Linked DNA regions of Gossypium hirsutum: region 2 is linked to region 1. Evidence: chromatin contacts called from public Hi-C data. All regions are on one chromosome and are shown on one strand. The core of a region is the stretch at or near the end of the contact, and the rest is flanking DNA. Distances in the headings are between cores, read along the strand shown.

Region 1 (6,061 bases), core at 485-2,984:
TCACTCAACCCTTAGTCCTTGAACGGTTGAACCTATACTGACTAAAGCATCGGAGGGTGCTCTGGAGTCCAAACTCCGATGCCCTCCTAATATCTTTTCCTGTCCTTGCAGATCGATCACCCAAATGATCCATCCATTCTCTTAGTCCTCTCACCAAAAGTTTCATCAACACAGTTCAACCCAAGAATAAAAAGACACATACCTGTACCATAAGGTAATAACACGATTTGTAAGGTTTGCATTATGATCATTTGAGAATGAACGGGCAAGACCAAAATCAGCAAGCTTGAGGTTACCCTCGTTGTCTATAAGAAGATTTGAGCCTGCATCAATGAATAAGTAGAACCTTAATTTGGATTTCATAGTCAGGGACAACATTATATTAAACAAGGGGATATCAGGTATGCAGGTAAGAACCTTTGATGTCACGGTGAAGTACTTGATTTACATGACAATAGTGAAGCCCAGTAAGAAGTTGCCTCATGTAACACTGGACGAAAGGGTAGCATGGTTAGAAGAACAAAATTATGATGATTGAATGCAGAGTGCTCTCCCTCTCTCTCTCTCTCTCTCTCTCTCTCTTCTCTATCCTTTTTGCCTATAAAATGGGTTACCTTAATTTGGGGAACTGAAAATCTCATCCCAGGTCGATCAGCAAGGCCAGTCAAATCATGGTCCATGTATTCGAAAACCATATAAATTCCACCTTTATACTTGTTACCATCTATAATGCAAAAAAGGGAAAGAGTTAAACCATAGCAAATATTAAGTGTGAGCCGATAACACCTTAATCAGGAATGGTACAACACTTGCCTGGTCTCCCCTGCTCATCCTTCTCCGGACCTACAATTAAAAATAATATAAAACCAGGAGATATGAAGGAAAGGTTAAAGGAGTAATTTTAAGAAGTAGGAGTCAAATCAATAAATGCATTAAAAGCCAAAGGGGCAATTGCAAAATGACGAGCACGTATAATTACCCGGAGAAGTAACAATCTCTTTGAGCTTAATTACATTCTCATGGTGGAGCTTCTTCAGAATTTTAATTTCACGAATAGCTGTTATGGGAAACTGTACAAGTTTGTAGAGAAAGAGCAATTTTTAGCTATGATTTCTTTGATTTATATGAAACATAAATGTATAAGGCGTGAACATACTCCTTCTCTCTCGTTGTCCATGCGTATTTTCTTCAAAGCAACAATTTCACCGGTCTTTATTTCCCTGGCCATGTAAACTTGGCTGCAAAAACATATAGTACTAGAAATTGAATTAAACTGGCAATGAATGGTTATTAAGCAAAGAGAAATTAGAACGCCCTATTTAAGAAAAATAGAGAAACAAACATAAACCCTAAATTGAAAATAAGAGGAAGGGAAAGCAGAAGAACGGACCCGTAGGTACCCTCTCCAATCTGCTCGAGCTTTTCGAAACAATCGACGCTTCTTGATCCCCAGCAGGGCGACTCGTTCAGATTAAGCTGCCCTGCCCCTGCTATCGCCATCTGATTCTTTGATTGAGAATCAATTTAGCAGCTACTTAAATAAACACACAATTCCCTGCAGTTGAACCGAAAGGCCGAATACTGACTACATCAACGGCGGCGGATTTGAACAACTCACACTAGCAGAGGTTCTCAATATACCTAATTGCATGCAAATTCCCCAATTCCACATTCCAAAGGCATTGCCCCGTTCGCCCTGTTTCCCAAACTTCAAATACTAATACGGTTTTCCTTTTTCTTATCTTGTAATATTTGCTTTGCTTATTTAAACCCAACCCAATATCACTAGGCCCAAAACTAAAGTCTAAACTTCTCTTTGAAAATACCACGTATTTTCTTAGCAAATAAAAGAAGACTCACGAACAAGTGGCGGAGCCAAGTGGGCTTGCAGGTCCCGTCCTTTTAAAATAAAAATTTTATAATTTAAATTTTTATAATTTAAAATTTTTAAATTAGTAATGAAAAAATTATAATTTGGTCTTTTTAAAAATGATAAAAATTTAATTTAATCCATTAAAAATTATAAATATATAAATTATTGAAATAATGAAATTACATAGTTACTATTATAAAAATATATAATTTAGTTCCGCACCCAAATAATTTTCTGGTTCCGCCACTATCACGAACACAATACTTACAAAAAAGGTGAAAATGGAAAATTATTTGAATGCCAATATGATATTAAAATTTTTTTAAAGACTATTTTAAAAGCATTTATAACCCTCCAAAAATAAGTATTTATAATCAACCGAATCAAAATAGTTCACAATCAATTGATAATTTCTTAATTGGTTTGGAGGTTCCTCAATACTAGAGAATCTAAAATATTTATTAAATTCTCCATTCACAGAAAAGAAAGTTATAAAAATAATGTTTGATTTGAGATGTCTTAAAGCACTTGAACCGAATGCAGGATGTAGATATTTGGTTTCAGATCCACGGCTCAACTTCCTCAACTAAAGGAATTAAATAAAATGTTCATTATGCCAATCCCATAAGGAAAATGTCTAGAAAAGGTGGGTCATTTTCGCCCAATAAGCTTGTGCAATATGGTTTATAGGGTTATTTCTAAGATTTTGATTTCGAGAATCTAGTCCATCCTTAATGAGATCATCACTTTGTTTCGAAATGCATTCATCAAAGGTAGCCAAATTAGTGATAATGTTGTTATGGCATTAGAATTGCTAAATCTTATAAAAAAGAAGAAGAAGAAGGGAAAATGGTGCATAAGTGCTCTAAAACTTGAAACGAATAAGGCGCATGATAGGTTAAATTTGAATTTTGTTTGAGCAATTCTATGTGCTATGGACTTTGATGAGAAATGGATAAATTTAATTATGCAATGCATATAGACAGTGTCTTATCATATTGTTACTAATGGGGCCCGCACAAGTTAATTTAACCTATAAGGGGCATTAAGCAAGGTGATTGTAACGACTCGATTTTTAGTGATATCAGAAATTGCAGTTTCAAAACTCCATTTCCATAAACTGAGTCCATAAATATTCAATTATGGAGATAATATAAAATATTTAATATGAATATTTATGGAGATAATATAAAATATATTAAAGATTGGTCCAGTAGTTTTTCTGAAATAATAGTTAATTAAGGCTCAGGGACTAAATTGTAAAGTTTCAATCGTTATAGATTTTTAATTGACAAAAGGTTTGAGGATTAAAATAGCAATTAGCCAAAGGTCCTAAATGACAATCGAACCATTTTTAAATAGGAGAATGTGGATGATGATGGTAAAATCAACTAAAGTTAGATTAAAGTTAGATTAAGTTAATTAAACCATGATTATGTTAATTAGATTAGTTTAATTAAACTTTAACAAAACTAAGTTAGTGGGAAAACATGTGAAATCCATCCTTCAACTTCATCTCCTTGCCATCCATGAAGAAGAAAAACCTAAGGAAGCTTAAAATCATTTGGCCATGATTTGGTAGGTAAATTTAATTCTTGTTCTTGTAATTTTTATGAATTTGAGATCATGAGAGCTTAATTCAGCTAGACCATGTACCAAACTGTGAAACTATTAAATTTTTATAAATTTTTTATTGTTGATTTCTTGAAGAATTGGGCTTGAATTTGATAAATTTTAAGCTTAGAATATGAAAAGGACTAGATTGTAAAGTTAATTTAACTTATTGTTAAATTTTGTTACAGTAGGGACTAATTTGAATAAATTTAAAAAATTTCATGAAATCATATTATAAATAAAACTATAAGGCTCTAATGAGAATATATGAAATCGTATTTCAATCCGAAGCTAGGAATTGAAAGTTAAGCTTATCCCAAGTTTAGGGACTAAATTGAATAACATGTAAAATTTAGGGGAAATTAAAAATAAATTTTCTATAGAATCATGCATATCATAGCATAGTATGGAAATATTTGGTATTGATTGGTGACATAAAATAACTGTATAGATCAAGAATTGGATCGAAGTGAAGTTATTCGGGGAAAAGTTACAATTGAGGATTAGTCTCTAAAGTATGCTCCCTTTTCACATTTTGAACAGGTAAGTTCATATGAAACTTGTTAGTTTATTTTATTTTATTTTTTTATTTCATATATCTATGTTTAAATATAATTAGAAATCTAGTAAATTTGGCATGTATGGCTAATTGTGGACTAAATTCAAATCTCATGTGTTTATTGGTTATTATGTAATAGTATAGGGTACAAATGTGAAATTTGATTAATTAAAAGACATGTAAATGAATTATGCGATTAGATACAGGGATTAGTAATGATGTATATATGGAAATGATGCCCGTGTGAACTTAGTAAAAGGTTAGGATATGTTTGGCATTCTAATAAGGTTATACACGCGCTTGATCAGGGATTTTACAAGTTATAAAATGGTCTAGCATTTATTGCAGATTCTCGAGTTATATGTAATTTAGGTTTAGCACGGGCAGGTAACCTAACATAAGTTAGCTTGTGTGAGCAACTTTGATAAAATGACAGCTTGTGTGAGGAACTCTGATATAATGTCAGCTTGTGTAAGCAACTTATTCACCCGTGTATCAGAATTTGTTTTACTATAGTTCCACCGGGCGATATTCAATCTAATTAAAATGGAAAACTTGAAATTAATTGGAAATGGATTGTTATACTTCTAACTTGATATGTGTTGTGTGATTCCCTTAATGTTCATAATATTACTCATGATATGTAAGTATGACTAACCTATTTGTTTGTTAATGTTTATATATATATATATATAGTTGTGCCAATATGTTTCAAGGATAGCCATTTTGAATGTGAAAATGATTGGTAGTTTGTTATGCTTAAAATGATCAAGGTAAGTATAGTAATTCCATTTGAACTTACTAAGCATTCTTAATGCTTACTCTAGTTGTTTCCTTTCCTGGTAGCTTGTCACCTTGGGAAACTTGTCTAGCCAGATCAATGTGAAGCACAAACTATCAATGAGACGATAGATATATGTTCATTTTGAGTCTAGATATTGTGGCATGTACATAAGGTTCTTTGTTATGCAAACAATCATTTTGACTTAGTTGTTGTATGGTAAATATAACAATGATTACATTTGAATGCTTAACATGGTATTTAACTTATAGTTGTATGATTTGGTCAAGGTTGATGGCTTTGTGAATGAAGATTACAAGTTTTGTATGGATTAATATGTTAAAGGTTGCAAATGAATTAGTTGAAATAGCTAGGTTGATGAATGTTTAGAAACGAAAAGCATGATAAATAGCTTAATGAATGTTTTGGTTAGTTCATGTCAAGTTAGTTCCTTAAATGGCTTATTTCTTAATTTGCATAATGAATCCTATTTGAATTGGTAAATGAAGCATTTAGATATGAATGGTTGAATTGGAAATTGAATATGCTTAAATGAAAAATATGTTTAGTGTATTATGTTCAATGGTTGGTTCCAAGAGAGATAGACTTGTCTTAGTTTAATTGTATTGTTTTAGCACAGGAGGAATTGATATATGAATGGATATGATGATATTTTGGGATTGGAAACACTTGAATTAGGTTCCAAATGTACATTTTTCCAAAAATAGGGGCAACGTCGGTATCATGAGTCCTTGAAGTCGCAACATTATTTGATAGTGAGTGGCGTCGCAACGTAAATATACATGTCATTACGATGTGGATATACATGAAGCCACTGCGTAACTCATTGAGTTGACAATCTCGTGACGAGGAAATTATGAATTTGCGATGTTAACTCGAGATTTTTAAAACTTTACATTTTGGTCCTAATTCATACTTGGGTTAGCAAAAGAGCTTTCTCAGCTCGTGTGGACCAGAAAATGATTGTGTAATATATTATGAATGTGAATGATACTTATTTACATGTTTGAATAATCAAATAGTGTATAATTGTCTGTATTTGCTCTAGCAACGAATGTAGTGTATTGTAGCTTGAACCTAATAATCGGGTCGAGCAAAGGGTGTTACTGTGACCCACTTTCACCTTATCTTTTTTATTTTATGCCAAAACATTTTTTTCCTTAATGATTTGTAAATCAGAACATGACAAAAAGATACATGAACTCAAAGTGGG
Region 2 (5,491 bases), core at 1,840-4,339, 97 kb after region 1:
CCATGTCTGAACTTTACTCATATAATTTGAAATATCAATGTCACACGAGTAGTACAGTCAATGTGTACAAATCTATAATCAAGGATGAACATACTCATCAAATAAATTCCATGTACAAATATCATCATCCCATGTTTCCATATATCAATTATCATGTATTATCATTTCATGTATTTCAGGAAGATACGTGTAATAACTCGTTTCTTATTCATATCTTCTTATGTCTGGATTGTTACCCTTGAATTTATTCGGAATATCGATGGATACACAAGTAGTACACTCGAGGTATACGAATTAGGATCTGTCAATTCATGTCCAATAGTACCAATAAGGTACTATCTCAGAGAGTACACTCTCGAGCCACACATGTCTACAATAGGATTATCAATTCACGCTAAATCCTTTTTATGACATATGCTCTAAAGAGCTTGATCTAGATTACCCGTCCGGACTAAATCCAATCCATAACATATACTCGAGAGGACTTATATCAGGATTACCAGTTTAGGCTGAATCCTTTTTGTAATGAGGTCAATAGGATTACTCGTCTGAGCTAAATCCCGTCAACAACAAATGAAGGACCTCATTCAATAAGGGAAATCACACTTATCCATCGATTTTCATTTATTTAAATTGGGTTTAACATTTTTCAGGCATTAGCAAGCATGTAATTATTTTATACATCTATAACATTCATAAAATTCAAATAAACACATCTCACATTCATTTCAAGCATAAAAGTAACATTTTTATCATTTATCATTTATCGGACATTATCATTGATCGGGCTTTGTCAGATATATTTTCAATGTCTTATTTATATGATATTTGTACAATTCGAAAACACAACATTAAATTCAATTATATAAATATGCACAATTTAGTTACACGAACTTACCTCGACAAATGTTTGTATATGTAAAATCTACTATTTCGACATTTTTCTCTTTTCCTCGTTCTAACTCCAAATTTGGTCTATCCGGATCTATACGAGTAAATTTAACATAAATTTAATATAATTTAAACTCAATTCATTCCAACTCACATCTTAGGAAAAATTACCATTTTACCCCTAAACTTTTAATAAATGACGATCTCGTCTTTAGGCTCAGAAAATGAAATTTATGCAGATTACTCCTTATTCCAAGCCTAACCAAAAATTCAATATAAAATTTACAGCACATGTATTCTATAAAATTCAAAATTTTTCTTCAATTTTCACAACTTTACATTTTAGTTCCTAAATAATTTTTCATCAAAAATCACTTTGTAAAAGTTATTTATCTATCAACAACCTTTCTTATTCTACCATAAATTTCAAATTTTCAGCATATTCATCCATGACATAATTTCTATACTTTGATAAAATTTCAAATTGATCCCCCAAATAGATAGATTAAGCTATCCCAGTTTCAAAAATATACAAATTACTAAAAACGAGTCTTGAATACTTACCTAATTTGGCCAAGAAAGCTTGCTTTCTCTTTCCCAAGGTTTCTATGGAATATTTGGGGAAGAAGATGATATAAAATGATTTTCATTTCTATTTAATTATTTATCATCTTTTAGTTTTATCACTTTCCAATTTAGTCCTTAGCCTTTTTCTAATTTTCCATGGATAAATCATCCAAAAATATCTACTAACTTTTCATTAATGGTCTAATTCCATATAAGGACCTCAAATTTTGAATTCCATAGCTATTTGATTCTTATAGCTACTAGAATTCAACTTTTGCATTTGATGCGATTTGGTCCTTTTCACAATTAAGCACATAATCGATAAAAAAATTTTACGAAATTTTCACACAACATTATTATCATATTATAGACCATAAGATAATATTAAAATAAATTTTCTTTTCGGAATCAGATTTGTGGTCCCAAAACCACTGTTTCGATTTCTCTAAAAATGGGCTATTACGATTACTCTGCCCAAAAATAGAGAGTTTTCTTATCAAAGTATTAAATTTATTTTCTGGAATAACAATTTTGTTGTTTCTATTTGAGAAGAGAATTTTTGTTTTCACACTAAAAGTTAATAGAACTATTTTTGGTTTTGGGTTTGATTCAAATCATTCGAGGCCACACTCGAAGCTGTTCGTACTACAATAATAGTGAAGAAAGTTGTTTAGTTGAAAGCTTGGAACGATAAGGATCCATCTAGCTGAAAACATAGGTGCAAATTCAGTAATTGGTTTATTACTATAAATATCACAAATTGGCTTGGTTTTCAAAATTTTTCTCCATTTCTATTGTTAAAAATAGGAATGACTAACAGAATAACTAGACAACTACAAATGGCATGCCATGTGTACCTCATGTCGATGTACAGGGACTAGTTTTTAACGGTAAAAATGGATGAAATTTAGCTAGAAGGACCAATTTTGTATTTGTTCTAATGTATAGGGATTAATTTACTAATTTTATTAGAGAGGGCAAATGCAATCCAACTCTTAGTACAAGGGCCTCCACGGTGCTTTTACCAATAAAATCTAAAGTTTTGTTAAAATTCAAGGATCAGAAGCATATTTTGACCAACTTTTTAGCTTTTCGCTCACTACTGGAAAAGAAATCATGCCTATTATCTTCCTTGAGTTGATGATCATACATTTTCTCTTTTCTAATTATAATAACTAGTTTATTTGAACATTTTTACTTATAATATCTTCATAATATTTATTGTTTTGTTAATTTATTTCAAATAATATGCAATATTTTTATTTAATCTATGTAAATAAATATAATAATAACATATATAATCAATTACATATATTAAAAATTATACTTTTAGTCATTTTTCGTTTTCATTATAATTTACCTTACTGTAATTGTTATATTTAAATTTAACATATATATTACACTATTAATTTTAATTTCAGTACCACATTATCGAATCTTATTATTCTAATCTCAACGAAACTGACGTGGAAATAGACCTTAAAGCAATAAAGCAACCCTTTGTGATCCTGCTGCTCATCACCTTCCTTCTGTCTATACTTCCTTGAAAACAAATTTGTTATAAAAGCCAGCCCACTTCAGCCAATGGCTTCTGTTTCCCGGTTTGATACTATGATTTGGTTCCGGTAATAAGAGCAAGGTTCCTTGCCATTGCAATATAAATCAGCCATAGGCCCAATCCCCAACACTAGCTTCGGGCCACTTTTATCCAATGGAACGGGATAACCTCCAACTCCACCTTTAATATACTGTATTTTTGTTTAGATTTAATAGGATAATATGTCTCAGGCTTAGCTAAAAATTGTATCATCAATCTTAAACCAACGCCCCTCCTGTTGCAAAACCCAACTACAAGTATGAAATGTATTCACAATGATTCTTCTAATAGAAGGAAAGAGTCAAGTAAAAAATAAGGTAAAAGTTGATAGGTTTAGCTCCCAATCCGTTACATCAATTATAAAATTAATCTCTTCAGTCAGAGCTCTAAGTTATAGTTTTTTTTTTTTAATAAAAATTTCTTTGATGCACTTTTTATCACTTATCATTAATGAATTAATATTTTTTAAAAAATCATCATTAGATTCTTGAGTTATAAAGAAATCATTACTAGAATCGACTTTAATAGATGAAATGTGAGTCACGAGTTAGATATTGAGTTTGTTGAATTAGAAGACTATGATTATATCATGATTATTTTCTTTTTTTGAAATGAAGGCTTCAAATGATAATTCCGTTCAGCAAGTCAAATAGTATTCGCAAGTGTAAGATCATGAAGCTCGTGGAAATAACCCACTCCAAATTAGACCCCATTTTTAGAATTTAAGCCCAAACAACTAAGCATATTGTTGATATTATTTAATTGGCCTACACGTAAAAAAATAATCTGAAACATCAAAATCTACCTCTGAAATAAATTAGTAAAACAAAGATAAATCCAATATTACATGAGAAAATTTTATAAAAAAAATCCATTCAAAAACAACTTTCGTCGTGAATCAAAACGAGACTCAAAGTTGTCATGCGAGCCTCCGCCCATGTCGAGTCGAAGCTATCAAAAGCTTTCATCGCCATTTTGCCCAAGACCATATTGTCCTCGTCTCATGCTATACACCCAAGTCCGGTCGTACGCGTGCTAGCATTCCATGCAGCATTAACATTAATTTTCACATGGCTCGGGCCTAGGGCTCGCCACCATTCAACCTGCGGCTGCCTTGGCAGATGAATCAAATTATGGACACGAAACTTCTCATGTAGTGATTGCGCAAAGTTTATTGGAGGAGGAGAGGAGTGAGGGTTTGAAAATAGAAAGATGAGATGGGAGAAAAAAACGAGAGATTAGGAAAAATAAAAGTAAAGTTAGCTATATATACCATTTGAATAATGAATACTATACTTTTTTTTCCTTAATTAAAAAATCCTATACGGATGAATGTGTAAATTTTATCAAGGTAAATTAGATTTTTACTGACGAATTTGAAGTAATCTTCAATACATCACATTCTATGATAGTTTAATTGACCGTTAAGATGGTTTTAACTTATATTGATACCTAATAAATTGTGTTAGTATACTCTCTTTTCATTGATAAATTTGATCCATGTGTTTCAATTAATAAAAAATTTTAGCTGTATCACATCAAACAAGTTTGAGGATCACTAATACTCAAATCAACAGGTTTTTTTCAATACACCTTTTCCTATGACTCTTTGAGATTTATCACAAGAACTAATATAAGCATCGGAAATTAATATGGAAGAAATAGCAAAGGAAATAACATCCTAAGAATGCCTGTCTAGATAGAACAAAGCTACCCTAAAAAAGAAATGAGCCGCCCTTTTAATATCCCGCCACGTCCAAAGGAAAGATGTTGAAAGGAGTCCTTCAATAGCAAACAATCACTAACCATAATACCAAACTCAGAATTATTAACAACAGAAGAGGTTAATGCATTGACAAGCTCAAGGCAATCTAATCCGATAATTATCCTATCAAAATGTTGAACCTTTAAATCAAGAGAGTGTTAGACAAAACACGTTAGCGAACAAATATAAATATAAATATTTATATTAAATATAAGATCATAATAAATAATATAAACAAATATTTATATTTATATAAAAACACTAGATCTAAGCAAATTAAATTAAATAAATATTTATATTTATTTAAAACATCATATCTGAAAACAATTAAATAAATAAGATATTGAAAAATCAGAAATCGAATGAGGGAATCGAGTTTTACTAGCTTGTTTTCACAGTTTCCTTAAGACAGATTCGATTGTTCCTATATTGTACTGGGAAAAGTTGGTTGTCTATCTCGCAAGATACTACAACAAAATGATCGCGGCAGTAGTACCTCTGTAGTGATCAACGAACAAACCTTATCTTCTTCTATTACCAAAATATTTGAAAATTTAGAGAGAAAAGAAAAGAATTTTTTAGAGTAAAATAAATTCGTTGTATGTCTCTTAAAAAATTTTGCAGTATTCTTTAGGCTTTTATAGATATTCAATATGAAGAAGTTTTAGAAA

What was found. A called contact is a pair of places that touch in the nucleus more often than the background predicts.
Region 2: a Hi-C map of leaf shows a contact between it and region 1, with 2.3 times the contacts expected there. The contact joins the enhancer-like site here to the promoter of LOC107930109 in region 1. A contact is called at or near these places in 8 of 34 Hi-C or Micro-C datasets (leaf and petal).

Annotation. Positions count from the first base shown.
Region 1 is chrA08:109,155,296-109,161,356 of Gossypium_hirsutum_v2.1, forward strand. LOC107930109 (cyclin-dependent kinase C-2) reads right to left here and starts at 1,735. Exons shown (of 12, transcript XM_016861677.2): 1 at 1,391-1,735; 2 at 1,157-1,238; 3 at 980-1,070; 4 at 814-843; 5 at 615-724; 6 at 418-490; 7 at 203-323. The coding sequence starts at 1,500.
Region 2 is chrA08:109,251,227-109,256,717 of Gossypium_hirsutum_v2.1, forward strand. No RefSeq gene overlaps it. Among protein-coding and RNA genes, the nearest start is that of LOC107930123, 18 kb to the right of the region's middle. Within about 2 kb of position 3,090, at least 3 of the 9 cell types and tissues checked have an H3K27ac peak or open chromatin away from gene starts, as enhancers often do. A contact at or near this core is called in leaf, where this site is marked.